Regions from separate parts of the Mus musculus genome. Here region 1 is linked to region 2. The links are chromatin contacts, called in public HiChIP or PLAC-seq maps. All regions are on one chromosome and are shown on one strand. Each heading gives the region's core, a stretch centred on a gene start, on an enhancer-like site or on the middle of the called end of the contact. The rest is flanking DNA. Distances are from core to core; before and after follow the strand shown. Region 1 holds the start of Lsg1 (large 60S subunit nuclear export GTPase 1). Region 2 holds the start of Opa1 (OPA1, mitochondrial dynamin like GTPase).

Evidence for each region. HiChIP or PLAC-seq counts read pairs in DNA pulled down with a chosen protein or histone mark.
Region 1: a contact with region 2 is called in a FOXA1 HiChIP or PLAC-seq map of pancreatic cancer cells. The contact joins the promoter of Lsg1 here to the promoter of Opa1 in region 2. A contact is called at or near these places in 1 of 39 promoter capture datasets (erythroid cells), 1 of 115 datasets of contacts at active chromatin or transcription factors (pancreatic cancer cells) and 2 of 9 other capture datasets (adipose tissue and liver).

What each region holds. Positions count from the first base shown.
Region 1 is chr16:30,585,284-30,589,023 of GRCm38.p6, forward strand. Lsg1 (large 60S subunit nuclear export GTPase 1) reads right to left here and starts at 2,306. Exons shown (of 14, transcript NM_178069.5): 1 at 2,155-2,306; 2 at 271-397. The coding sequence starts at 2,253.
Region 2 is chr16:29,577,904-29,581,806 of GRCm38.p6, forward strand. Opa1 (OPA1, mitochondrial dynamin like GTPase) reads left to right here and starts at 1,431. Exons shown (of 29, transcript NM_133752.3): 1 at 1,431-1,668. The coding sequence starts at 1,637.

The DNA.
Region 1 (3,740 bases), core at 1,056-3,555, 1.0 Mb after region 2:
ATGTAACCTTGGCTGGCCTGGAATGGATGTAGACCAGGCTGGCCTGGAATTCATAGAGGATCCATCTGCTTCCGCTTCCACAGTGCTGGGATTAAAGGCATGTACCACCATGCCTGACATCTGAAGCGTTCTTTAGAGCTGAATTTAAAAACCAGTGTGGTCTTTGCCTTACACTCATGGAACTTTCCCATACTGCTTTTTGGATTCATATGAAGTAGGCAAGACGGCAGTGTGACCAGTGTCACAGGCACTAGGTAATAAACAACTCACCAGCCACAAACTCGGTCCCTGCAAGTTCTGCAGTTGCAAGAAAGTCCTCCAGGGAGCTCTGCTCTGTCACAGACTGAAGATTCAGACGACCCCAGTCATAGCCATCATTGAGTTCACTTGTATGCAGCTGTGAATAAACCCAGAGTGAAGAGTGAGGCAGCTCTCTTGTGGAAGCTCTTCGCATCCACACAGCTCTACCGTTGCTTGTACTGGCCTATGTTCTCAAAGTGGCTGGACTCTTCTAGAATGTACACAGGCAATACCTAATCCTAGCTAAGATGGGGGCACAGCTCAGCAGAACACTTGCCCGTTGCTGTCAACAGTGTCGATATCCAACAACGCAAAAAAACAAGATCAAATATTTAAATGAACAGTTTCTTACCTCAGCAAGGGCACGCCCCCTTTATTGAAGCGAATTTTATTGTGTCCTCATTTTACTATCAAGGAAACTGAGGTTTAAATAGGTAAAATAATTTACCTATTGTTCCAAACTAAGTACTGATGAAGAACTAGAACCCAGACTGTCTTGACTCGGCTGGCCAATTAAAAATATTTCATAGGGATCTATGAGAGAGAATATTTTAAAGCCAAGTGTGGTGGTGCATGCTGTCATCAAAGGAGCAGGAGTCTCAGAGACCACAAGTTTAAGGGCCATCGTGAACTGTGTAGAGATCTGTTTCCCCACTCCCCTTAGTCTCCTCTGCCCCAAATCCCAAGGGCTGGGAGACTGACTTGCCTGGAATGACCATTAAAAAAAGAGCTACCTGCTAATTGATTTCTCATACAACCCTGAGTTTGGACAGGCGGTGGTGGCGCACGCCTTTAATCCCAGCACTTGGGAGGCAGAGTCAGGCGGACTTCTGAGTTCGAGGCCAGCCTGGTCTACAGAGTGAGTTCTAGGACAGCCAGGGCTACACAGAGAAACCCTGTCTTGCAAAAAAAAACAAAACAAAACAAAAAACAAACAAAAAAACCCAAAAAACCAAAACAACCCTGAGTTTGATATATACCATCCCAAGTTATATGCTTACTACAGATACAAACATAGTTTTTTTTTTTTTAAACGAAATTAAGGATTAAAAGCTTAGGATTAACAAATATCAGGATATGAGTTAGAATTTCTTTAGATTAAAATTAAACCTCTCCACTATTTCCCGAAGGCCAGTACATTGAGAGTAGTATCAAAAGTCCAGACTTGAACACTGAGAAAGAAGCATGTGTGTCTTCCTCAGAGTTTGGAAATGGGACGATGTAACGGACACGCACCAGGGACAACTTCAGCACAGGATTTTAGTGAGGACTCGGAATGTCCTCAAATACTCTGCTGGGATTAATTTCTATACTTCATTTACTTTTTAAGGCTACCACGATCTTCCCTAAGCTTCTAGAGACAATGTCAATTTCTTACGATAAACCCCAAGGGGGCAAAACAAGGCAAAGCAGAGATCGCCTCTAACGGAACCATCTCTAGAGGATCGATTCTCTGGGCAACTAAAATCGGAAAGTTTAAAAGATCCAAGCATGGTGGCCACGGCTTGTAAACCCAGAACTCTCCAGGCACAGGCACGAGGAAGGCAGTCCTGAGCCAAACTTGGCTGCATACGGAGACTTTGTTTCAAAATTTTACGATAACAAGTTATCTTCTTTATAGAAATATCCAAGAGCGCCCGTGGCTTCTAGAGCATAACTCAAACACAGTGAAACATTCCAACACGATGGGTTCTTCCCATTTTCATTACACACTAGTCCTGTATCAAGCCTCTCTGCGCCCTGCTGGGGTCTGCTTCCAAACCCTGTTCAGGCGCGACTTCTGGCTCCAACTTTTGTAGCATGGAGGCACTCAGAACAAGACAGAAAGACTATGGAGAGCACAGATTTCCTTACCCAGGAGTCAGTATGACGGTGGCTGCGGCTTCGCTGAGTCTGCTGCCGGATAAGTACTCGGCCCAGGGACCCACCACCCGGCGCTCGTCTCCGACCCATAACCACGCATCAACAGCACAAACCACTGCTCAGCACGCGAGGCTTCCGGTTTCTCCGGCTGTGAACCCGGAAGTGATGTAAGAGCGAGCCTAAGTTGTCCAGTCCGGAAGTGTAACAGCGGGGTATTGAATGACTTGTTTCAGAATGATTTTGGTAGATCCCAAGTTTGACAATATTATAGAGAAGAAATGTAAAATTTTTTTCTCGGTGATTCCTTATGGCTACTCCTACGACTGTTTCCATTTTGATACACTGACCGATTTAAGAGAATGGTACATTCCAGACTTGTACTCCACTGTTTAAAGTCCGGCGGGAAATTGGGACAACTGGAAAATATGTCCGCTCAAGTTCACGGGACTAACTCCATCTTCCCCGCGGCTTCCGTCAGGAAGAGGAGGGGACTCCGGTGAAAGAAGAGTGCTTCTGTGGCTCTAGGTGGCAGAAGGTTCCCGATGCTGGTTTTTCTGCTCAGCAATTAAATCGATTTTTGTTTTCCTAGTATTCACTAGTTGCGGAGCAGGGAGAAAAATTCACACATGGGTGAGAGTTTAGAATGGGCAGTTAAAAAGCATTTTCAGAACTAGAAAGTGAAAGCCGGCGGCGTTGCGCTTCTGCTTTCTGGAGCAGAAAAAAAAAAGTTCACATGTTCCAGTGAGCATTGTATCAACATTTTTTATAATTAAAGTTAAAGCGAAAATAGTGATCTGGCTCCACTAATAGATATTCAATGCCCCAAACCAATCATCGGCTTTCCTCGTAATGTGTATATATAAAAAGTCAATTTAAGCCAGGCGTGGTGACACACACCTTTAATCCTAGCACTTGGGATACTGGATGGCAGATCTCCACAAAGAGAGCTCCAGGACAGTCAGGGCTACACAGTGAGACCCTTTCTAAAAAAGAAAAAAGAAATCAGTTTATAATCGACTGTGTTGAATAACATCCTCATTGGGGAGACCACGGTAACATGCTGCTTAGCCATGGAAGTAGTTTTCACCGGCTATAGATCAAAGACATGCTATGAGTTAGGAGTCTTGTTACACTTCCATTATTATTGAGAGTACTCGGTCATTGTTGCTAACTTGTTTGATTAATCTATGTATAATAAAATATTATAACTAAGTGGCACATAAACATGTATATATACACATATATGTGTATCTATGTATACGCACGCGCACACACACACATGCATGCCCACAATATTTTTACTTGTCAGTTAAAATAATTACGAAAAACATCAGGAAGGCACCTAGTCTGTTAACTTTTCTAACTTTAATGTGTACAGAAATTTCCCAGGAATAACCTTAACAGAATGACTGATTCATAAGTTCTGGGTGCTGTGTGTGTGTGTGTGTGTAACACGTTTCCAGGTAACAAGTAACAAGAGCAGCCCAGCCCGTTCTTTTCTGGTGCCGATGAAGACGCTGCAGTGGACTAGTTAGCAGCCAGCAGAACTGGGACCACACCGCTCACCCATTTCTGAC
Region 2 (3,903 bases), core at 181-2,680:
CATGCTAACTCTATTTTGCTATCTAATACAATGGTAGACATAAGTTACACATAGTCCCAGCCTAGAAGTGGAATTATAAAGCAAGGGCTTTGTAAACTGCAAAGACACATTACACATGGAAGCAGCCGTCACTTACTTCTCCCTTTTGTGTTTTCCAACAAGAATTAGGAAGCAACAATAACAAATGCATTTTTTATTCAATACTAGAAAAAGTTGGGGTTTAAACTGGTTTCTAGTTTGGTTTATACTGGTTAGGCTTTATAGAAGGTTTCTATCTACAGCTATCATTGAGACAGTCATCACAGTAAATATATTCCTCAAGTCCTGCAATCAGAACGTTTACTGTCAGACAGTTGCGTTTATATACTTGCCACTATTGTGACTAGATGGATTCTGATTTATGGTTTTGATAATTAGATAAAAAGCAATTTATTTGGGGTGCTGGTGGTGGTGTGTATTTCATGTGCGTGTGTGAGAGAGAGAGACTGACAGAGACAGGGGAAGGGAGACGAGTGAAAGGAATGTATCCTTGAAGTGAAATAAAGTACAAGACTATCTGATTTTTTCCAATAACACCATTAATCGACTTCACAATCTTTCACTGGCAATATTCCTGTTTTGAGTCCCTGTTCTCTTTAAAAAAATACAAAAATGGTTGAAGATGGAGAAGATACTTGGATTGATACAAATAATTTAGATTATTAAGGAGAAAATGTAGCCAGAAAAAGGAAGGAACTCAAAAGGCCCAAAACCTAACTGGAACTTTTGAATATTAAATAATAGTTGGGAGAAGCAGGTAGCTAGGAGACTAGACATCAACTACGTCCGAAGAGGGGTTGATAGGGAGGAGTGGGGAGGGATAGGTTACAAGGAGAAGGAAGAATGAATCTGACGTCTTGAAAATCAAAAGAAAACTAAGAAGAGAACTTAGGCAGATACTACTAAGGAGCCATTACTGGAGAGATGGCGCTGTTAAGAGACTTTGACAAGGGCCATTTCAATAAAATGGGTGCCATTAAAATTCAGGTGAAAGCCAACAAAGGGGGGAATGAAAAAACAAAACAAAACAAAAACATTTGTGTCTTAATAAAACTGTATGTGTTTATCCCAAACCTACAGCTTAAATGTCAGAAGTCACTTTCCAATCAGATCTCGGACTTTCTAAGGTGTCTCGCATACTCGATCTTCTGGCTATATGATTCAGCTACGAAAATGATCTTTAAAAGATTTCCTTAAATTGGCTGCTCCTAATAAACATTCGTCCAGTGGATTTCCTGCACCCAGCCCGCCCAGTTCATTTTCAAAATTCCTACACTTTGAGGGCGGAGCCAAGAAGAGGAGCACTACACAGGTCCCGCCCAGTGGCTCCCCGCGCATGCGCATGTCATCCGCGGCCCGTTTGTGCAGCCTGCCTAGCGTTCCTGTGGGTGGTTATTTCGGAGACGGACTGACTACGGGAGCCCAGCCGGCTCTTGCGGAAGTCCATGCGCCATTGGGAGGGACTCGGTGGCTGCTCTATGCCCTTGTTGCTGAGGGCCTCTTCCTGGGTCATTGTCGGAGCAGGAATCGGACTGGGGCCGACACGGGGTTCCCCCCGTGGCCGTCTCAGCGCCTGTGTGTGGTCTGCTCTGGCGGGATGTGGCGAGCAGGTCGGGCGGCCGTGGCCTGGTAAGTGCGGCCTGCGACCTGGCCCCGTTATGTCAGGTTCTGGGCCATTTGGACAGCAGGGTTGACCCATCACTACTTCCCGAATGTGCAGGTGACTGACCCTCAGGCCGGGCCGAGGCTCTTAAAAAAATTCTCGCGAATGTTTGAATACCCAAAGGAGTGACGGGAGTTGGCCGGTGACCATTCCTTGTTCAACATGAAGATTTTTGCTGCCTTGGCCCATCGTTCCTGTCCCTGTCCTTGTGATCTCCCTGCTATCTGTCTCTAGTTGTTGCTTTTATTGTTGCTATTCTGGCCTGGCCTAGCTCTGTCCTTGTATCTCTGTGCGTGTCATTTAACTGCCTTCTTGCAGCCATACGCCATGCCACAGCGCACACTTTGCTCTTGCAGCTACTTGGTAGCACTTGCAGCAGCATACTTGAAAGTATGTCCTTTCATAATACGCGGGAAAGGGCTCTCTGCCCGTTTACCTGACCCTCTGACTGGAGTCAAATTTAGAGTGGTGTTGTGCATGATATCAGGCGGTGTTTAAGAGATGCCCCGTCAGAGATCTTGTTCAGTGTTGAGGTCCACTTCGATGCACTTCTCCAGTCTCGCTGCGGATGTTGCTGTAGTCTTGTTTTAAAGTAGAAAACCTCAAAGTAGTTTTATTTCTATGAATTGCTATATGCATTTACTGATACTAAATTTGATGTTATCTATATAAGTTGTTCCAATAACCCCCAAGCTTAGCACATTGTTTCAGACATTTGATTACAGGAAGTAGTGTACACCAAGGTTTCCACCCATCTCTACAGCCCCTAGAACTTTTGTTTGTTTGTTTGTTTTTGTTTTTGTTTTTCGAGACAGGGTTTCTCTGTATCACCCTGGCTCTCCTGGAACTCACTCTGTAGACCAGGCTGGCCTCGAACTCAAATCCACCTGCCTCTGCCTCCCGAGTGCTGGGATTGAAGGCTTGGGCTACCACGCCGGGCTAGAACTTTTAAAAATATGTTTGTATCTCTTTCACCAGCATGTATATCTGTGTGCCACTTCTGTGTCTGCTGCCCACAGAGGACAGAGAACAGCATTCAGTCACCTGGGACTAGAGTAGCAGACAGGTGTTAGTCACCATGTGGGTGCTGGGAATCCAACCTCTGACTTCTAGAAGACTAGCCCTTCTTCATAACCAATAAGCCATCTCTCCAGCCCTCTCCCCAAAACTTTTTTTAATGGTATAAATTATGTATTATGCTTATAAGGAATGGACCCATTCCTTTCATCACAGTTAATTAAAAGTCCACAGTGCAACTGCCTCTACTGCAATGTTGGTTGTTTTTAATCTTGTGGGATTTTAATTTAGCAATACGTTCACAACCTTCTCTATTGAAATAAGCTATTTACAACTTTACTATTGCTGCTGTTTTATAATTAAGTGGAGACATCTAGTTTTCTATAAAACAGAAAAAAGTGTAGAAGATAGCATACTCTTTTCAAAGAGGTATGTAGGAAACACTTAAAGTTGGTTTACAAATAAACAGGTTTGTAGTTTGTATTGTTTGTTTAATCAATCATATACAGCTGGGCTACATTGTTTCTGAAGGTATGAACATGTGTCTACAGTCATGGCTTTAGAATGTCTTATGCCCAAGCACAACTTAGCTAATGGGAGAAATAGGGATATGGAAAACCAGAAACCCCCAGGCTCTGGAATTGCCCTGCACAATATAGTTCCTGTTAAGTTATGAAATAATGCAGCTAGGTACTACTCTAGTCATGAGGTTAAAACAGACTTTTTATATACAGATAAATATACCTCTTAGACAAGTCAAATGGAAGACTGATAGCCAACACTTTGGGGTTACGATAAATATTTGTGTAAAACTAATGAAAAAATAATTTCATACTACACAGCTCTATGTAGGTAAAGGATGTGGTAGATGAGCAAGAGTAGATGGTGTGGGTGGTATACTTTATTACATTTGACTTTTGCATTTTTTTCTTACTGTTGTTTGTTTGTTTATTTGTTTGGGGTTTTAATTGTTGTTCCAGGCAGCGTTTCTCTGTGTAGTCCTAGCTGGCCTCAGACTCACAGAAACCCACCTTCTGCCTCCCAAGTGCTGGGATTAAAAGCATGCACCACCACTGCCTGGCTTGACTTTAGTTTTTAAGCTTCTTTGGATAAGGAAGTCTTTTTCTCTCCATAGCTGCTTTTAGGGTCTTTCTAAGCGCTTAGTTGAGTGGTCTGTCCCAGGT